Linked DNA regions of Sus scrofa: region 1 is linked to region 2. Evidence: chromatin contacts called from public Hi-C data. All regions are on one chromosome and are shown on one strand. The core of a region is the stretch at or near the end of the contact, and the rest is flanking DNA. Distances in the headings are between cores, read along the strand shown.

Region 1 (4,411 bases), core at 1,361-3,860, 170 kb before region 2:
GCTTGCTCAGACTACCCCCTCAGCCTGTAGTGCCCTCCTCTGGCCCTCCTTTCTGTTAACACTGTAGGGCCCTCGGTTTAGATGTCAGCCCTTCTGTGCAGCTGGCTACTGATCCTCACGACTAGATTCGATCCCTTCTTGAGCACTTGATTCCTCTCTAAGCACTTTCTTTTTTGGTTTGTTTTTTGGGCCGCACCTGCAGTCTATGGAAGTTCCCAAGATAAGGGTCGAATTGGGACTACTCTGCTGGCCCACGCCACAGCCACAGCAATGCTGGATCTGAGCCACGTCTGTGACCTACACCACAGCTCATCGCAACTCAGATCCCCAACCCACTGAGCGATCAATGCCAGAGATCAAACCTGCATCCTCATGGATACTAGTTGGATTTATTTCTGGTGTGCCATGACAGGAACTCCCTCTGAGCACTTTCTTTATAACAGTCTAATTTCTGTTCTCATACAAACTATTTATTGTATTATAGTATCTTTCTTATTTACTTCAGAAGAATCATACACCACTGTCTAATGAAGTAAACATTATTAAACATCTTCCTAGGAGTTCCCTTCGTGGCTCAGAGGAAATGAATCTGACTAGTATCTATGAGGACGCAGGTTTGATCCCTGGCCTTGCTCAGTGGGTTAAGGAGCCATGGGCTGTGGTGTAAGTCACAGATGAGGCTCAGATCTGGTGTTTCTGTGGCTGTGGCATAGGCCAGAAGCTGTAGCTCTAATTCAACCCCTAGCCTGGGAGTCTGCGATATGGAAATACTAAAAACAGCAAAAAAAAAAAAAAATCCTACTTATATATATATACATATTTTCATTGAAAAGAATAAAAAGCATTGTCCCATTGTCCAATGCTGAATTTTCCTTCCATTTTACAAACCAAGAGATTGAGGCCAAAACATTATTATTATTATTATTATCATTATTATTTTGTCTTTTTAGGGCCACAATCGCAGCATATGGAGGTTCCCAGGCTAGAGGTCTAATCAGAGCTGTAGCCACTGGCCCACACCACAGCCACAGCCACGTCAGATCCTTAACCCACTGAGTGAGGCCAGAGATCGAACCTGCAACCTCATGGTTTCTACTTGGATTCATTTCCACTGCGCCACGACAGGAACACCCAAACATTACTGAATAAGTTAAAGAGAATTCGGAATTTGTGAGAAGCTGAGAATATACCTCAGTTAAACAATATTAAGTCCTATACTACATGCCTTGCTATATTCACTTACTAAATCTTAGCCTTTTACACAACGCTTTGAAGTGGTCTATTATTCCATTTTACAGAGGTTTAGGGAGATTAGATGACTTACCAAGGTCACGGAGCTAATAAGTGGAGGAATAAGAATTTGATGTTAGATCTACCTCATTCCAAAGCCTATAATCTTGACCACAAAGTTACATCGCCTCTGAAATGATTCACTTTTCAGAGTGCTGCTCTCTTCACCCACAATACTGCCTTTCTAAAGGCATTCTAAATAAATTCATTCTAGAGCTTAATTTCCCCTCTCTCCATGCACACTTCTCACATCAACAGATGCGTTAAGCAGGGTCCCTATTTCCATCTAGCAAAACACAAATCCAGAAACCCAAGCTCTCAGCAGACCAGCCCCTCAGCTCCTTCTGCTGCTATTACAAAATAGGACAGGTCTGTCATGCTCGACTCACAGAGAAGTAATTTTTCTTGGCTGGGATATTGGGATTGTTGTCACTCCAGTCATATGCTAGTTCTTCTTCCTCCTTCTCATTCAACCAGATCAACTCAGCTGTAGCTCTAGAGACAAATTTATGCAGGCTCTGAAGGTGCTCATCCGGAAGCTAGAAGTTTCCTAGACAAAGGGAGGATTAACAAGGTTAGGCTGCCAGCCTTTCATCTGGAGAAGATGGCACATTTGACATCAAAGCAAAGAATAGCTGAGGAAATAAATTTAGCCTTGCTTCTTAATCCCTGGGTGCTTCTCCGCAGACTTAAATTTAGTACAAGTTAGGTATAGGGCTCCCAGAGAGCCCCTGTCAATCCTCGCTAGAAGTGAGAACTCGCCAGGCCTTTGTGGTGCTCCCTAGATAAAGAATGACCCTGGGCCTGTCCTGTTCTGGTCAGTCTTGAAAGACAGGAGTCCCCTCCCTGTCAACCTCAAGCTTTCAGTGTTAATGTCTTGGCGGACACGAGAGCCACTGCTTAGGTGAAGTGTGATAATGAGGATAAGCTCAACTTACTTCAAACTTTCTGGGGCAGTGGTTTCTGATCCATTAAGAGAATTGAGAAAATATTATAATACATATGAACAACTGCACAGTAAACAATATAATCTATCAGACAGAAAACCAAAACAGGGCCAAACCAAGAACTTCCTGAATTAGGGATCCAGGTTCTCCATGAACAGAACAAAAGACAGTCAAAACTCACCTTCAATTTACAATACTGTGTCTCCAACTTTCCAAGAGTTTCAACATAACTGGTATGGAAATTTTGGGACATTTTTCCCTGATAAGAAAGGAATGAATTAAAAATATATTAGAGACAGAGTAAGTAAACTACATCTATGGTATGATTTCAGCTATGTAAATGTTATGTCTGCACAGAGATAAAGATTGGTTACTCTGAGAAAACAAAACACTTGACCAGCACACTTCCGGGTGAGATTTCATAGCTCAGAGCAACACTGAGTGAGGAACAGTTTAGCAGGGCAAGCACACTTGACAGACCTCCTGGTCCTGTGTTTCCAGAAATTCCGGGAGGTTTCCAAGCAAAACCCAGACCTCAAAGTATTCAGTTGACTTTTTTTTTTTTTTTTTTTCTTTTTCTTTTCGCTCTTTAGGGGCACACTTGCAGCATATAGAAGTTCCCAGGCTAGGGGTTGAATTAGAGCTGCAGCTGCCGGCCCACGCCACAGCCACAGCAATGCTAGATTCGAGCCAAGTCTGTGACCTACACCATAGCTCACAGCAATGCTGGATCCTTAACCCACTGAGCAGGGCCAGGGATCGAACTCACATCTAGTCGGGTTTGTTACCTCTAAGCCACAACAGGAACTCCTAATCAATTGGTTTTTGGAGAGGAAGGTCAAAATTTTGAGTGAGGAAGAGGAGAGACTGTTTAGTTTCTCTTACCAGCTCTCTATTGCAAGAAGATAGTGAAGTGGAAAAAGCATGAACTTCTGGAGCAGAGGGCCTGAGTTTGGAAACTGCATTCATGACTTACTAATTTTGACCTTAGCTTTCAGTATCACTATTCTTTTTTAATAAAAAGGGGCTAATAAAAAAAAACCTTTCTGGAGTTCCCATCTTGGCTCAGTGGTTAATGAACCCAACTAGCATCCATGAGGATGTGGGTTCAACCCCTGGCCTGGCTCAGTGGGTTAAGGATCTGGCATTGCTGTGAGCTATGGTGTAAGGTTGCAGACGTGGCTTGGATCCCACATTGCTGTGGCTGTGGTATAGGCTGGCGGCTGCAGCTCCAATTTGACCCCTAGCCTGGGAAGTTCCATATGCTGCGGGTGCGGCCCTAAAAAGCAACAAAACAAACAAACAAACAAACAAAAAAGACACCTTTCTCACAAAGTTATTTCAAAGAGTAAGAGACACTTCATGTGAAAAGGGGATTTAAGGTCAAGTGTGGCTCATGGGTAGCCCCCTTTCCCTGAGGGACAGGTACACCATGCATGGCCTCATCGTGCACCCACCCCACCCCCCATTATGGAGTCTGAATGCCCCACACCTCATAGAGCCTGGCCTCTTTGACACTCGAGCCCAGTTCTTCCACACTGGCATGGATGTGCTGCTGTGTTTCCAGCTGAAGCTCCACACTAGGCAGGTCATTGCCCCACTCTGCTCGTTCCAATTTCATCTAAAAAAAGAAAAATACAAATATAATTTATTGCTAAGTTGTCAGAAGAAGAAAACTGTCAGAATCAATGTTTGGACAAGGGGGCTAGGGATGGGGGTTGAGGAAAAAAGGACATCTAAACCATCTCCACTTTGGGCTCTTACAGGAAAGCAGGCCATAACCACCCCCAAGGAGCTGGAGACAAAACCTCAGCCACTATAGAAGCAAGAGTGGTCTTTTGTTGCTGCATCATGGGAACACATCCTTGAATTTACCAACCAGAAAGGTGTGCCCACAGGCTGCAATGCTTAACTTTGTAGTTGAGGCATTTCCCATCATGGGATCTCTGCATTTCATAATCAGAATGGAGATGAGAAATACGTATCTGTAGATACTATGCTTCATTCATGCCATCAACTATTCGTCAATGGAGGATAATCATAAAACAGTTAACTTGTCTTTGAACGGCTTTATTTATTGGTACAGGGGAATCTGATTATCAGGAGTTGGGAAGAATTTAATACAAAAGGGTTAGAAGGATAAGAGGACAATATTGAACTTGAACCATTATCCC
Region 2 (4,981 bases), core at 748-3,247:
CATAGCTGGGAGGGGAAGGAAAAGGGAAGCCAATTTTCCTCTGCCATCAGGGAAAAGGAAAGAGTGAAGAAAGGACTCTGGTAAATACCGTTAGGGAGGTACTGGGGACCACTTTGAGGCGGGAGTTCCCAACGTGCTCTGCTCCTCCAGTCAGTTCTGTATCCTTCAGTCCCAGAGTCATGGAGGGCACTGGGGCCAACCAAGAGCAGTGATTGAGGAACTCCCGTAAATGCAGGTGATCTTTTTGCCACATCTACCCCCATCCAGCCATTATCCTACCCAGCCAGGACAAGTCTATTGACTTGATTTGGGGGGGGGGATTGCAGGTGGAAAAGCAGTTGTAGGTTAAAAGGCTGGCTGACCTCATAATAACAGCACTTTAGCAAGTAAAAAAAGAATTCATGTGATACTGAGCAGAGGAAATTGGGGTTCGGGCTTCCATTTCAGTCCCATTCTTGAGATTTTTAAGAGAGCTTCTCACCCCCAGGGCAAGGCCTGCATGCATCTTTGTGTGCTAGGAGGAGTGCCAAGGATTTGGTCAATGCCCAGCAAGCACATTAATAACAAGAGATGATGCTTTTCACTAATAGGTGCACAACTGTTGTTTCCACATCATACCATGATCAGAAATCGGGTGAGCAAGTCATTAATCATATCTTTTTCCATCAAGTTTTGCAGGCCTGCCCAAGTTCTAGGCCTGGAGATCATATAGGGAATGGCCTGAAAGGGGACAGATAGGGAGGAGCCTTGGACAAATGGCTGGTTTCCTTCCAGTTTAATCCTATATGCTCAAAAAAAGCTAGTTCACAGTTTGGACTCAGCTTCTAAAGAGCACAGTTTAAAAAAAGGAAGAGAAGAAGCTTGAGGTTTATTCTTTTTAAAATAAATAGAAGGCTTTTAGTAGAAAATGTAGGATGAAGGAGTCAGTGATTGATGACATAAGCACATTTTTTGTAAACAGCGGAGAATATAGAAATGCTAACTCCAGGGATCTCGACTGTATCAGTGCTGAGTCATCTGCATTTCCTATATTATTTTATACCAGTAGGGCAAGGACGGCCCAGACACAAACATACACCTCCACCCTCACCCCCAAACAGACATCTGCCTCCTCATTTTCACCACGGTAAATAGGAAAGTCCCTCCATCCCCTCCTGTGAGCAGGTTCTTCAAGAGTTGTGACAATTTTGCCAAAGGTGAGGAAAAACAAGGGCAGAGGGAATGAGAATATGCTCTGGGAAACAGTCTTTGTTGGGAGGGGGAGGTTGGGGGGGGCAAGGAGTTGAGATGTCTATTAAGAAACATGGTGGGAGTTCCCATCGTGGCGCAGGGGAAACAATCTGACTAGGAACCATGAGGTTGCAGGTTTGATCCCTGGCCTCACTTCAGTGGGTTAAGGACCTGGTATTGCCATGAGCTGCGATGTAGGTCACAGACCCCGCTTGGATCCTGCGTTGCTGTGGCTGTGGCGTAGGGCAGCAGCTGTAGCCCGATTAGACCCCTAGCCTGGGAACTTCCATATGCTGCTGGTGCGGCCCTTAAAAAAAAAAAACGAAAGAAAGAAAGAAAAGAAACATGGTAACCAAGGAAGAAAGTTCTGGTAGGGTGGTGGCTAAAAGGTCTTCTCAGACTCAAGTAGCTTTCTGGACAAGATTTGCATTTAAATGCTCCCAAGAGGTTTTGAAGTAATGCAGTCTACTAATGAATGAAAGCGGGGAAGGCCACATGTTTGGCTGATGTTCCTGTTTTATACAGAGAAAATTTTACAAGGATAGAGGAACAAAGCGGCTGCTGGGGGGATGGAAAGAAGGAAGCCTAGGAAAGGGAGGTTTTTGGTTTTTTCCAAGCAACAGTCTAAATTTATAGCCAGACCACACAATTGGGACAGCTCTGAGACTTTCTCCTTTTGGTCTATGATTTTCCTTTGCTCCAATGGTGAGACTGCTGTTGCATTTCTAAAGAGGCTGCAGCGGGGCAGCAGGAGGAGGCAAGATGTACTCGGAAGGGCATCTAGTGGGGGGAAAGGGTAGTACAAGTAACTAAAACCCTATTTTCTCTTCGTGTCTTCCCCAACTTAAGCCTCATCAGGTGCCTCTCTCCCTAAGGTCCAGCTACTTTCAACTTCTTTCAGCATCTCCCACCTCAGGGCCTTCCCACCTGCTTCCCTCCTGGGCCAGAACCCTTCCCTGCTCTCCCCTTTTGGCCTGGCTCACTCCTACTCAGGTCTCTGCTGAAACTCCCACAGAGAAGCCTGCCTTCATCCCCCAGATTAGTAGGCACTCCTGCCCCTCTCCTCCCCTTTGGAAATATCCATCCCATTGAAGCTATGGGTTCACTGTCTTTCATGCTTACTAAATCACTAGATCCCTGAGGGCTGGGGCTGTTGTGTGTCTTGTCCACCACGGGATCCTTAGCACTTAGCAAACGACCTGGCACATACAGGGCACTCATTAAAGATTTCTTTGTTTTGTTTTGTTTGGTGTTTTTGTTTGTTTGTTTGTTTGTTTGTTTTGTCTTTTTGTCATTTCTTGGGCCGCTCCCGCGGCATATGGAGGTTCCCAGGCTAGGGGTCTAATCGGAGCCGTAGCTGCCGGCCTACGCCAGAGCCACAGCAACGCCAGATCCGAGCCTCGTCTGTGACCTACACCACAGCTCACAGCAATGCCTGATCCTTAACCCACTGAGCAAGGCCAGGGATCGAACCTGCAACCTCATGGTTCCGAAAGTCGAATTTGTTAACCACTGAGCCATGATGGGAACTCCTAAAGATTTCTTTTAAATTTTGATTAAATCATAGATGACTGAACCAGATGATCCAAAAATACTCACTCAGCTGTTTCTGGCTTATGAATAGCTAGAAGGCTAGCGTATTGAAAAAGAGAGTAGGCTGGCCTCACAGCATCCCTTCTCTGTGACTGGCATTCAAAGTCCTCCATATTTTGACATCTACTTTCCTTTACAGACTGATCTCCCTTTATAACCTCACATGCAGCATCTTCCCCTATAATCAAACTCTGAGCCTTTGCCTAGAATGTCCTCCACCCCCCAACTCCACCTACTAAAGTCCTACCCATCTTGAATGCTCACCTGAAATGACTAGAAATTATTTTTAATCACCCAGGTAGAAGAGGCTCTTCTCAAAATCCCAGCTACATTTTCTTTCCCCCATCCCTGGGGGAACCACATGTGTTGTGTGGGTCTGTGTCGCTGCCTCCTTAACTGCTTGGTTCATAAGCTCTTTGAGGCAGAGATATCTAATTCATCTTTCTTCATCATAGGGCCTAACACAATGTTTTGCATCTAGTAGGTGTTCAATAAATGCTGAAGGCATGATGCCTCATTGAAGATGTACGGGGATGGGGGTGTGGGCTAGATCTGCACTTCAGGATGATTGAGAGTCCAGTGTCCACTCAGTGGCTAAGAGCTAAGGGCGTTTTATGCGCAGAAAGGAAAGAGGGAAGTGCAAAATCACTTCTCCTGCTAGTGCTCCTCCTCCAACTTCTAGAAGGTTTACTCAAGCACTTCTTCAGCTTGGCTCATGCTGCATTATTTTACATGTGTTAACTGATGCTTTATAAATACACTCTTTGCTAGTAGGGCACGCGAATGTGTGTGTGTGTGTGTGTGTGTGTGTGTGTGTTCTCTGCTCCTCTTTGCAGGGGTAGACTGTCTCCAGTGCCCTAAATAGTAGCCAGAGTCAGACAGCCAGACACTGAAGGGGCTGCCCCAAGCCCTATCCTTTGGCCAACTCTTGGAAGAAAATCTTCCCGTTCTAAGCTTAGAAGACCTGCCTCCGGGCCCAGCCCCACCATCTTTTCAGACACCAGCTTTAGCCAATCCCAGCCAGAGCTCCCTTGGGCCCAGGCCCTGGAAGCCATACTAAACTTTGCTTCCCGTTCCCAAATCTGTTCTGGGGTAGGAAGGCTTTACCCACTATCATACTGCCCTCTTCTGTTCAGAAAGTGCAACACTGCTAATTTAAGAGGCCTGAATGGTGCCAGCCACCCAGGAAGACAAGATCCCAGCTACCCCGCAGCCCATCACCCCGTCACCATAGCAACCCTCAAAATGGTTACTCAGCCATCTGGGTTACCATAGCAACTGGCCAAGTCTCTCCACCTCAGCCTCTCCCTGGGCCTTCTCCCTGGCTTGTCAGAGCCTATACCAAAGACTCTCCAATCCTTACTGGGGGAAATGAGCAGAAGCTGGACCCCTGACAGGCAGCTGTCCCAAAGGGGCGTGGACTGCCTTGCCCGCCCAGGGCTTCCTGAGGCTCAGTGGAGATAATGGGTTTAAGGCACTCTGTGAACCTTGAAGTGCCTCACAGATGTTAGCTATTATTAAACTACTGTTCCCTGTAATGGGGGAGGCCGTGGGTTGCACTAGGCAGAGCTAGTGCCATTCCCAGCGTGGTCCCTTACTGGCTGGGAGGCCTTGAGCAAGTTACCCAACTCTCTGGGCTTCTGTTTCCTCTACTATAGCAAATCTGCCTCCTAAAGTTATTTTGAGGATTAAGTCAAAGCCTAAAAGATGTTATGCACAAAGCCGGGCATTTGGGACATACTGATGGTGGCTGGGAAAGGTACTGGCTCCTGTCTCCCAGACTCTCTGTGAATACACCTGTTTTATTTTCTCATTTTAAGGAATCAGGCCAACTTGAGCGCCATTTGCTCAAACACACCCAATCTTCCTTCCTGCCCCGAGGCAGGGGAGGGTCTCACCCTGTGTGGGGCCTCTGAAGTTACTACCAAACAGGGCTGCAGACAGTCTGTACTCTTTGGGGAATTGGGAGGCTCCCCAAACTAGGAGGTATGGCTCATTACCTATGACACACCCCTCTACCTGAAACAGTATCTCCCTAACCAGTGCTACCTCAGGCATTAGAGTGGTGGCTGCTGCTCTTCCCTAAGATCAGAGTCACCTGGAATTCCCATCATGGTTCAGCAGAAACAAATCTGACTAGCACCCATGAGGACACAGG

The links. Hi-C and Micro-C count contacts between places; a contact is called where the count stands out from the background.
Region 1: a contact with region 2 is called in a Hi-C map of embryonic fibroblasts, with 2.9 times the contacts expected there. The contact joins two enhancer-like sites. A contact is called at or near these places in 1 of 47 Hi-C or Micro-C datasets (embryonic fibroblasts) and 1 of 2 datasets of contacts at active chromatin or transcription factors (alveolar macrophages).

Annotation. Positions count from the first base shown.
Region 1 is chr6:95,148,265-95,152,675 of Sscrofa11.1, reverse strand. MACF1 (microtubule-actin cross-linking factor 1) reads right to left here. Exons shown (of 96, transcript XM_021095983.1): 16 at 3,730-3,858; 17 at 2,419-2,496; 18 at 1,822-1,840; 19 at 1,680-1,819. Among named protein-coding and RNA genes, the nearest start is that of KIAA0754, 98 kb to the left of the region's middle. Within about 2 kb of position 2,610, at least 5 of the 83 cell types and tissues checked have an H3K27ac peak or open chromatin away from gene starts, as enhancers often do. A contact at or near this core is called in embryonic fibroblasts, where this site is marked.
Region 2 is chr6:94,973,462-94,978,442 of Sscrofa11.1, reverse strand. The region is part of intron 2 of MACF1 (microtubule-actin cross-linking factor 1); the gene reads right to left. Among named protein-coding and RNA genes, the nearest start is that of MACF1, 16 kb to the right of the region's middle. Within about 2 kb of position 1,997, at least 11 of the 83 cell types and tissues checked have an H3K27ac peak or open chromatin away from gene starts, as enhancers often do. A contact at or near this core is called in embryonic fibroblasts, where this site is marked.